Regions from separate parts of the Cydia pomonella genome. Here region 2 is linked to region 1. The links are chromatin contacts, called in public Hi-C maps. All regions are on one chromosome and are shown on one strand. Each heading gives the region's core, a stretch centred on a gene start, on an enhancer-like site or on the middle of the called end of the contact. The rest is flanking DNA. Distances are from core to core; before and after follow the strand shown. Region 1 holds the start of LOC133528330 (AMP deaminase 2-like). Region 2 holds the start of LOC133528111 (radial spoke head protein 6 homolog A).

Region 1 (4,657 bases), core at 889-3,388:
GTTCGAATTATCCCAAAGATATCATTCCCAATGCAAACTAACTAATGGTAGGTGGTATTTGCTAGAGGCTACATATTATCACTATATGTAAATTTTAATGGTAACATTGGTAACTTAGCAACTTGTAGGTATGAACAAAATGGTCCTTCGAACCTCAGGTTAAGTAGGTATACTACCTTCTGCCCAGAGGTACTGACATGCCATTGGAATGTTTCAAACATTGCGAAATTTCCACAAGGAATAATTTCAATAACTTTACGTACACAATCAGCTGCAAAGAAGTGACCTCCCGCCCTGCATCTACCTGTATTAGGTACAAAAAATTTCATTTCCTAAAAAAAGGTAAAAATAACCGGCCAAGAGCATGTCGGGCCACGCTCAGTGTAGGGTTCCGTAGTTACTCTTCCGTCACAATAAGCTAAACTGGAGCTTAAAGTATAGTAAACTGTTAACCAAGGGATGAAACGGTACCTTTCACCTGAGTTAAACAAATAGGCAAATTTGCATAATCAGTACCTAATTAAAATAAGTCTTTTTACTATGAAGGGAAAACTTTTTGCGATAACTCAAAAACAGCTAAACTGATCATGTCCGCTATAGTTTTCATTTAATGTCTTTCTTAAGCTCTACTTCCACGATTTTTTTCATATTTTTTGGACCTATGGTTCAAAAGTTAGAGGGGGGGGGGGACACATTTTTTTTTTCTTTCGGAGCGATTATCTCCGAATATATTCACTTTATCAAATGTTTCTTGAAAACCCCTATTCGTTTTGAAAGACCTTTCCAACGATACCCCACACTCTAGGGTTGAAGCGAAAAAAAAATTTCACCCCCACTTTACGTGTAGGGGAGGTACCCTAAAAAAATATTTTTTTAGATTTTATTGTACGACTTTGTCGGCTTTATTGATTTATATATCCATGCCAAATTTCAGCTTTCTAGCACTAACGACCACGGAGCAAAGCCTCGGACAGACAGACAGACAGACAGACGGACATGGCGAAACTATAAGGGTTCCGTTTTATGCCATTTGGCTACGGAACCCTAAAAACGGAAATGATTGAGTATTTTTTCGAACTTTTAGAAATCTCTCCGTACCTAACTTGCACACATTGCGTCAGTATCAGTCATTTAAAACATGTGTTATGTAGATAAATAAGCCACGTGACTTGGTAAGTTGGTATGCTGATTATCAAACAATCTTCAATATTTATGTGCCTCAGATATTAACTAAACGAATTTACAAAGGCTAACAAAAGAGGAGTATTTATTTGGGCAGTGGTGTAACTACAACAGAGGTCTGAGGCAAAATTATCAAATGGGGGCCTATGCTCACGGTCTCTCGGTAAAATTGAGTCCCCTCTCAGGCCGGGGGCCCGTAGTATTTTACCCGCTTTGCCGCCCTATATAGTTTTGCCTTTGTGTAACTGTATAGGGTCCGTGCGCGTTGGAGGGTCTGCCATCTTGTGGCCTGAATCGAAACTATAAACATGTACACGTCACGTGTTTTCTTGTGCATAGTAGGCTCTGCCATCTTGCGGGCTACATCGGAACAAAAAAACATCACATTTACGCCTCGCGCCAATAATCTGACGGCTCCTTTGCCTCCTGGGCCTCCTACAGTTCATGCACGCTCCCTATAAGTGTGTATGGAATAAGGTCAACCGGGATAAATACCTACAACTCTGGATTAATGGTCTATTATTTAATCCTCGAATACAGGTAATCGGAACGCCCTCTGTTACATTTTATTTCAAAGTAAAAAATAACGGTTCACTAGACCCCATACTTTAGTTGCATTTATCCCGCGGTGGACCTTAAGTATTTTTGGACTGAGAAGTGCAATCAATACCTTGGTGAACGATCTCCAGTCAAATGCTGCTTGCCAATCATGATTTTACTGTTTTAGAGGTCAAATACTATACTTTTATTTAATTTATCCCATTATCTTAATGAATTGAAATGTTTACATATTATAGGTTATGTTGACAAATTCAATGTTATTTGGCACTGACGGCGGTTTAACAAAAAGTTTTGCTGTTGTATAACGGTTGCTTACGCGGTATGGAGGTTGCATTCTTATTTTACTCCATAACAAAAACAAACGAATTTATTATAACGGAAATTTATTACAACGTTAATATTATTAGAATCTCTTGTGTTCGTCTGTGTGTAACGTTTTGATGAGTTCTTTTTTTTGTTTTATAAATATATGGGTATATAGGCATTTTCATTTTAACTTGTAATTTAAAGCGCGACTTAAACTATGGGGTTTTGTGACAATGCTAACCGGCTGTTAATTAATGGTACACAGTTAAGTGAAAATGCCCATGCCCCATATTCAATTTTATATACTGATACAATTTATTTTATTGAACGACATTAAACACTGGCATCTAGTAGTGAATAGAATAACTAAGTAATCTAGGGTAGAGTATTATCTATTGCCCCGCAGATGGCGTTAAAATTAAATTTTGTGCTGCCATCTAGAGATAAAAATTCAAACTACCTTGACACCCAAGCTAGGAATTAAAACTTTAGTTACGCTATTGGCTACTAGATGGCGTAGAAATCATTAGTGGAACTGACATCTAGCGATGAAATGCCGAAATAACTTTATTAGCAACATCTTACGACGGAATTAGAAACTTAACTACATCTTGTCAACACCAGATGACGCTGACATCAGAAAAATAATGTAAGCAATCAAATCTATAGAAGGAGTCTTTTGCGCACGGCGAGGTGCATAGGATTTGATACTATGTGATATTGATGTGATAGGATTGGTATCAATAAGCTAAAAACCATGATTTGCACAAGGCGCGTAACGGAAGTAGGTACCAAAACTAACAAATAAAATGTAATTAAAATAAAATACAAATTGGATTAACAATATACTTATTTATTATATATATTATGTAATTTAAATTGTCCACAGTACAGTACAGTACAGTAAATTGTTACAATACAAAATACATATATACATATGCAAATCTACAACATCGTAATATCTATATATCCCATTATGTATAATTATATTAGCTTCGCTTAATACTCTATTAAACTAATAAGATACCTAATTGCTTGAAGTTAGTTACCTTCAAATTTTATAATAAGCCTATATACCTAACTCAAAATATTTGTAGCCATACCATAACAATGAACTCACTGGGAATAAACCATATTTTGATGTGCAGCATATTGAACCGCCCAGACGGCCTACCGCGAAGCACTTCTGGTCTAATTGCCTCTCTATCGCCCGAATATGTAAGTTATAAGTATAGGCTAAAAACTAATTTTTAATTGTCGCGGTAGATCCTCAGTTTTGTCTTCTATAAGGCGGTCTACACATTGAACGCACGCCGGTCTGATGCGGCGTGTGAGACATCGCTGCATAAGTACGTGCATATCTGTCTCGTTCACACGCCGGAGGGGCGTTGGATTACTCATCTATGAAGTGGCAGTGGCGTAGCGTGAAATAATCTAGCCGTGGGTGAAACCACATCTGCGAGGCCTTTTAAATGTGTTTTTTCCAAAGTAATAAAAAAGTTGGCTTGGCGAGTACGAGGCCGTGAGCGAGAGACCCCATTCGCCCACGCCTAGCTATGCCACTGCGTCTATGTTGTGTGATATCTGCAACTGCATAAGGCTTTATAATTCTACAGTAATATACATTAGGTAGTGTAGAATTATTATACGATTATGATGCAAATCTTTACACTAGCGATGGTCTCTTCAGGCTCACGATGGGCGCGTGGATGTTGGGCGGCTGCGGAGTGGTGGGCGCGGGCGGGGGCACCCAGTCTCGCCCCAGTGCGTAACGAACCTGAAACATTGCACGTGTTAGAACACTCATCTCATCTTTAAATAACCGCTTGTATAAGTGTACGGTCTCAGTGGTGACTGTCCTGTAGCGTGTTCGGCGAAGCGTACGAGCGGTTTCAATACCAGCGTTTTTTTTCTGCACGTGAACGGTCTTTAAGGCGTTATGTGCTTACACGTGTGCTATGTTTTGCTACATTTGATCTATTATAAATAAATAAAATAAAATCACTTTATTGCAGACGTTACAGTCCATATCATTAAAAAATATCTTAAATCTAATTGAGGTATCTGCCTCTTTCTGGGACACTTGCTACTTAAGCATGCGATCGTACCCATTTCCGCTAAATGGGGCAGTCCCTAATGAAAATTATAGCGCGTATAAAACGCTAGTCTGAAACCGCCCTACATCAGCGTGGCGTCGAGCTTCCAAATGTGCACTTATCGGGCCCCTCACTTACGTTTACTTTGGTTTAAGATGGAATTGATATCCCTACGCCAGACGCCTCGCTGGCCGCTCTGTTCCAACATCCGCTCAGTTTACACACTAACATGATACCGCTACGTCACGGGTTAGGTTTCTATTGTTTTTAGGGTACGTAACGCCCATTCCTGAGGTCCTTGATGACTAACATAGTTACATAGCCCGCTCAGCTCAGTGAATGAGCCCTACAAAAATGATAGTGACACCACAGCGGCTGTAGCACAGTCGCATTTTTATCACTTGTCACTATGCCTGACACTTTCGCACTTATATACTTGTTTGAACGTGATAGGCATAGCGACAAGTGATCAAAATGACTTTTAAACATTAATAATGTATGGTAGGTAGGTA
Region 2 (4,657 bases), core at 885-3,384, 200 kb before region 1:
AATTAAATCCATTTTACTCAATTAATGAATTTACAGATAAAATGAAAAATTATGATTTTATTATGTAAAATAATTCTAAGCGTAGGTGCTTTTATACTGTATTATATTGATGTATTTGATCATTTACCATTTAATATATTTTGATTTATATAATTTTGTCTACCTATATACCTAATAAGACATTGCATGATTAGTTTTAGCAATGACCTGTATTTTGACATGCTAGATGTAACGTTCTGTTGTTACTTGGCCAAATAAAGAAACTTGAAACTTGAAACTAGCGATAAGACCGCCTGTTGTTTACCTCTTCTTTATGTGTTGTATTATTTGTACTGTTTCTGTATTGAGGTGTGCAATAAAGAGTATTTGTATTGTATTGTATGTTATGTGAATGCTTATATATTATATAAAGAAATACCAAGCATGTTTTTCTCATAATTAAGATATATACATCTTTGCTTGTTATTTAGCTTAAATTCCACATGACTTAGAAGTTCACTTTTGTTTTTAGATGTTAATCCACGTATTTTGATATGTAAATTAAGGAAACTATAGGTCTATTTACTGCTGCTTAATCCACTGATTAATGTTAATGAATGACAGTTTGTTTCTAAAAAAAAATAAAAAAAAATATATATATATATTGTGACTCACCAGGCGTATCCAACATGAATATATTGGGATTATTGTTGATCCTGATCTTCATCAAGACACTGCGGGTGACCCCAGCCACCGCACCGACTGGCAACGCATGCCCGATGCCCATGTTCCTGGAGCGGAGCATGTTGATCAACGATGATTTACCCACGTTTGGGACCCCGATGATCATTACATTGTAGTCGGACTCTTCGCTTCTGTTATACCTAGTAAACAATCATTAACATTATGTATTTGGTTTGGTAGTCTTAACTATATGTAAAGTTAATGAGGGGATTAGTGGGAAAAGTATGGTAAATAAAATTTTACAAGCTTTTACTTAACTTGCCCTGTTAGTTAATGGTGTGGGTCAAATCGTGGAAGCTAAATTTGATTGGTTCCCAATTTCAGATTGAGCTGAAGTTTTGCATACATATGTAAATCGGAAGACAATGCAATAGCATGGAGCTGATCTAATAATGGATACAGCCAGTGGCGGTGGCCATGGGAACTCTCAACATGACCATACTGTAAAATTTTGTAAGTATGATACATATTTGCCGTGACTTATTTTTCAAAAGTTTTTTTCAATAAAAAGACATGACAAAATCGCCTACCTTCTTACTCATGCTAAAAAAACAAATTATAGTGGGATGTTCTGAATTTTTTTTATAAAAGCCTTTTTTTGATAAGTAATATATAAAAAATACATAATTACCTATTCGAGTCTTTAATAAGGTCAACCATCAGGGGCCTTAAGGTCTTCAATCCGCGACAACCTTGGTCTTTACTGTTTGTAAACACTATATTTTGCACTCCCTCTTCTGCCTTCAGCTGCTCCTTTATCCGCGGTATTAATGAACTTATAGTTAAGTCTTTCTTATTAAGAACTAGTATGTGAGGCTTTGCACCTGTTAAAGTATTCGTAAATATGGGATTTCTGCCAGTAAAGGGTATTCTTGCGTCGTGAACTTCAATCACGCAATCGACGGACTTTAACTTTCTCTGCATTTGTTTTAAGCCCTTGTTCATGTGACCCGGGAACCAGCGGAGCAGGTCCTTGCTCACGAAAGGGCATTTTTTGCGAAAATTGTACGCCGCGGGGTTGAATTTTGTTGCCATTTCGATTTGTTTTGGTTTTGAGGTTATGTCGATTTGTTGAACACAGTTTGGAATCAAGTAATCATTACATATACGTAGTTCGCTGTTTAAGATAATTTAAACTAGTTACGTAAGTTTAAACATATACACTGTACGTAAATGGTAAAAATATCGCGAAACTCGTGCCAAAATTAAGAAGTTCATTCATATGTATTTGACATTGACAATCAGCTGCTTTCGGGGGGTTGATCGGAAACTTACCAGAATGGGACAACTTCTTGTACTACAGTGAAGGTTCGACATCAACCTCGTCTTTTTCATTCACGTATTTAAACCGCCTTATTTTTGATTTGAAACACTTAAACAAATAATTTAACCGTCATCCGTGGCACATTTCTATGCTTGTATTATTGAATTTCATTGATAATTTTTCAGACAGTTGTTATTATAATTCAAATGTATTTCTTGATGAAATAATAGGATAAGGGTTGTACTTTTAACTATTAAAGCTATTTTAATAACAATTCAAATATGACTCAGCCTTACATGTGCGAGCCGGAGCTGATAGCTGCCACAGAAAATATACTCCCAGATCTTAACAATGACCTTATTCTAGCTAAGAACTTCCTCAAACAACAGAGTGCAGCTACGGGAGACTCGTTGTAAGTATCTGATAAGATAGGTGCTCTGGTTTTGATCAGTCTATTCCTATGTTTAGCCAGTCAACAAGGCCTGTACTGTATATAAGCGGTTTGCTAAGAGCCCATGGAACTATAAATTCACACGCGCTGTAAGGGCTGCACTGCACTGTTTACTTAAATCTTAAAGATACCGTTTACCTTCCGCCTGAATAGATATCCTACTTTCTCAGATATGATCACATGGTGGATCTTGTGCACAAGATCCTGACCACAAAGCCTCCGGACGTCGTGGACAACTTTGAACAGTATTCGTGGGGGGTAAAACTGGACAAGTTTCGGCCAAACTTCGATCTGCTGAATGACGTGTATCTCGCACCGCCGCAACTTGCCACCGTGCGGTTGCAAGAGGAGATGTACCGGGTATAAATACTGCTTTAGTATTTACTAGTCTAAGATCAAACAATCGGAGATGGGAGCTACATGCGGGGATGTCCGCGCGAACTGACGGACTGGCTTAGTTAAAAAATGAATTCACAACGAATACTTTATGAAGTTGAGTGTAAACTCTGGCAAGCCAGCATTGGACATTTTTCGAATTACACAAGTACAAAGTATATTTGTGTCGAAGTCTAGTCAAAGGTCCCACTTTATTTTCTAGCTTGCCATAAAGACGCTTTGACAAGGTTTTCGTATAAACACATACGAAAAACTTGTCAAAGCGTCTTTATGGCAAGCTACAAAGTGGGACTTTTTACTTGGAAACGTGACATTTTATGACTCCTGGTCGTCAGTTACCGTCTTCTAGTCTTAGTTTCTCCTTCAGCTGGTGGCTAGCAAGTGCGAAAAGATGGATGGGATGGACGAGGAGGAACAGGAGTTGGATTTGGAAGAGGAGGGCAATAAAGCTCGTATAGCAGATCTCGTCGAGCACAATTATTATTTCCGAGAGGTAAGTATAATAATTATCGTTGCAATAAGAAAGACGTAAGTATTATTTCATTACTGCGGGCTAGTATTATTAGTATACAAATAAATTGATTATTTAGAACCAATAGGTCATTGTCCACTAACTAGAGCTGCGTTAAGCGAGGATAGGTAAATGAAGTGATTATATTATTTCTCAAACACATCTCTTATTATTGGTCAAACACATCTCTCGCTACGCATCCTCCCATATCTCTGGTGGAAACATAGCCTTAAGCTCGCGCCGATCTAGATGTGTTGAAAAGCCAAAATACATTTATTCTAAAACGAATAAATAGCACACTGACTTCTAGTGGTAGTTAAATAATAATAATAAATAAAAATAAATATTATAGGACATTATTACACAAATTGACTAAGTCCCACAGTAACAAACATTTTACAAGTTACAAACATTTGAACTATATTTATTAGAACCATCTAGTGGCCATACGTTGAACTAATATAATTACTGCCATCAAATGGTGAAACAAATTTACTTCATTTGTCTATTGACTAACAGATGGCGTTAAAATACATTTTTATGCTGACATCTAGCGGTGAGTAGTCGAAAAAGATTTGATAAAGACATCTATTAGTGAGAGTTCAAACTAATTTGCTTACTGTAATGTAGTGAAACAATAGTCAATAGCTAGCGCATAAGGAAATAGTTGTGCTGCCATCTAGTAGTAAAAAAAACCTAGATAGGTCGGAAGAGTTCTACACTAGAGTTACACCTCTCCAGTTGGACTGTTCCAGATTCTACTAGAATCATTCTAGTGACATGATATCGTACATTCGTATATGTACTAAATATCCAATGACGCATTAAATGACCTTATTTGACAGGGCGGGTACGGTCTGCCGGCCAGCGAGTGCTACGCTGTGTTCATAGCGCTGAAGATGCTGGGAATCAAGGAGCCCGTGTCCAATGTCAGGTAAGAAAAGGCGGGAAAGCTTGTAAATTACCTACAACCAGAGAGATGTTCCATCTTTCCGCCTTTTTTATGACCTTTGTAATGCCATTGGAAGTCATAGTACACTGTTCGTAGGATAAAGACTACTTAAGGTGCGATTTTTTAATTCATAGGTATATATTTTATTTACAGGTTTTTCGGTAAAATATTTGGCACGAAACAGAACTACTACGTCGCTGAAACGGATCTCACTGTAGAAGAGCTGGATAGAAGGATAAGGGTGAGCAAGTTTTCCATAGGGCACATACGAGTATATACAATAATAACCCTTTTCCAGGACGCACTCGCACCAATCTACAAGTTTTTCACTAAAAATCCAATATATATTCCAATTATTCC

The links. A called contact is a pair of places that touch in the nucleus more often than the background predicts.
Region 2: a Hi-C map of whole body shows a contact between it and region 1, with 4 times the contacts expected there. The contact joins the promoter of LOC133528111 here to the promoter of LOC133528330 in region 1. A contact is called at or near these places in 2 of 2 Hi-C or Micro-C datasets (both in whole body).

Annotation. Positions count from the first base shown.
Region 1 is chr19:980,104-984,760 of ilCydPomo1, reverse strand. LOC133528330 (AMP deaminase 2-like) reads right to left here and starts at 2,138. Exons shown (of 16, transcript XM_061865682.1): 1 at 1,853-2,138. The coding sequence starts at 1,893. It overlaps LOC133528329 (AMP deaminase 2-like), which reads right to left. Exons shown (of 17, transcript XM_061865678.1): 17 at 2,882-3,826.
Region 2 is chr19:1,182,141-1,186,797 of ilCydPomo1, reverse strand. LOC133528111 (radial spoke head protein 6 homolog A) reads left to right here and starts at 2,134. Exons shown (of 13, transcript XM_061865335.1): 1 at 2,134-2,399; 2 at 2,609-2,798; 3 at 3,202-3,327; 4 at 4,191-4,279; 5 at 4,451-4,538. The coding sequence starts at 2,269. LOC133528112 (mitochondrial GTPase 1) reads right to left here and starts at 1,957. Exons shown (of 4, transcript XM_061865336.1): 1 at 1,355-1,957; 2 at 655-863. The coding sequence starts at 1,758.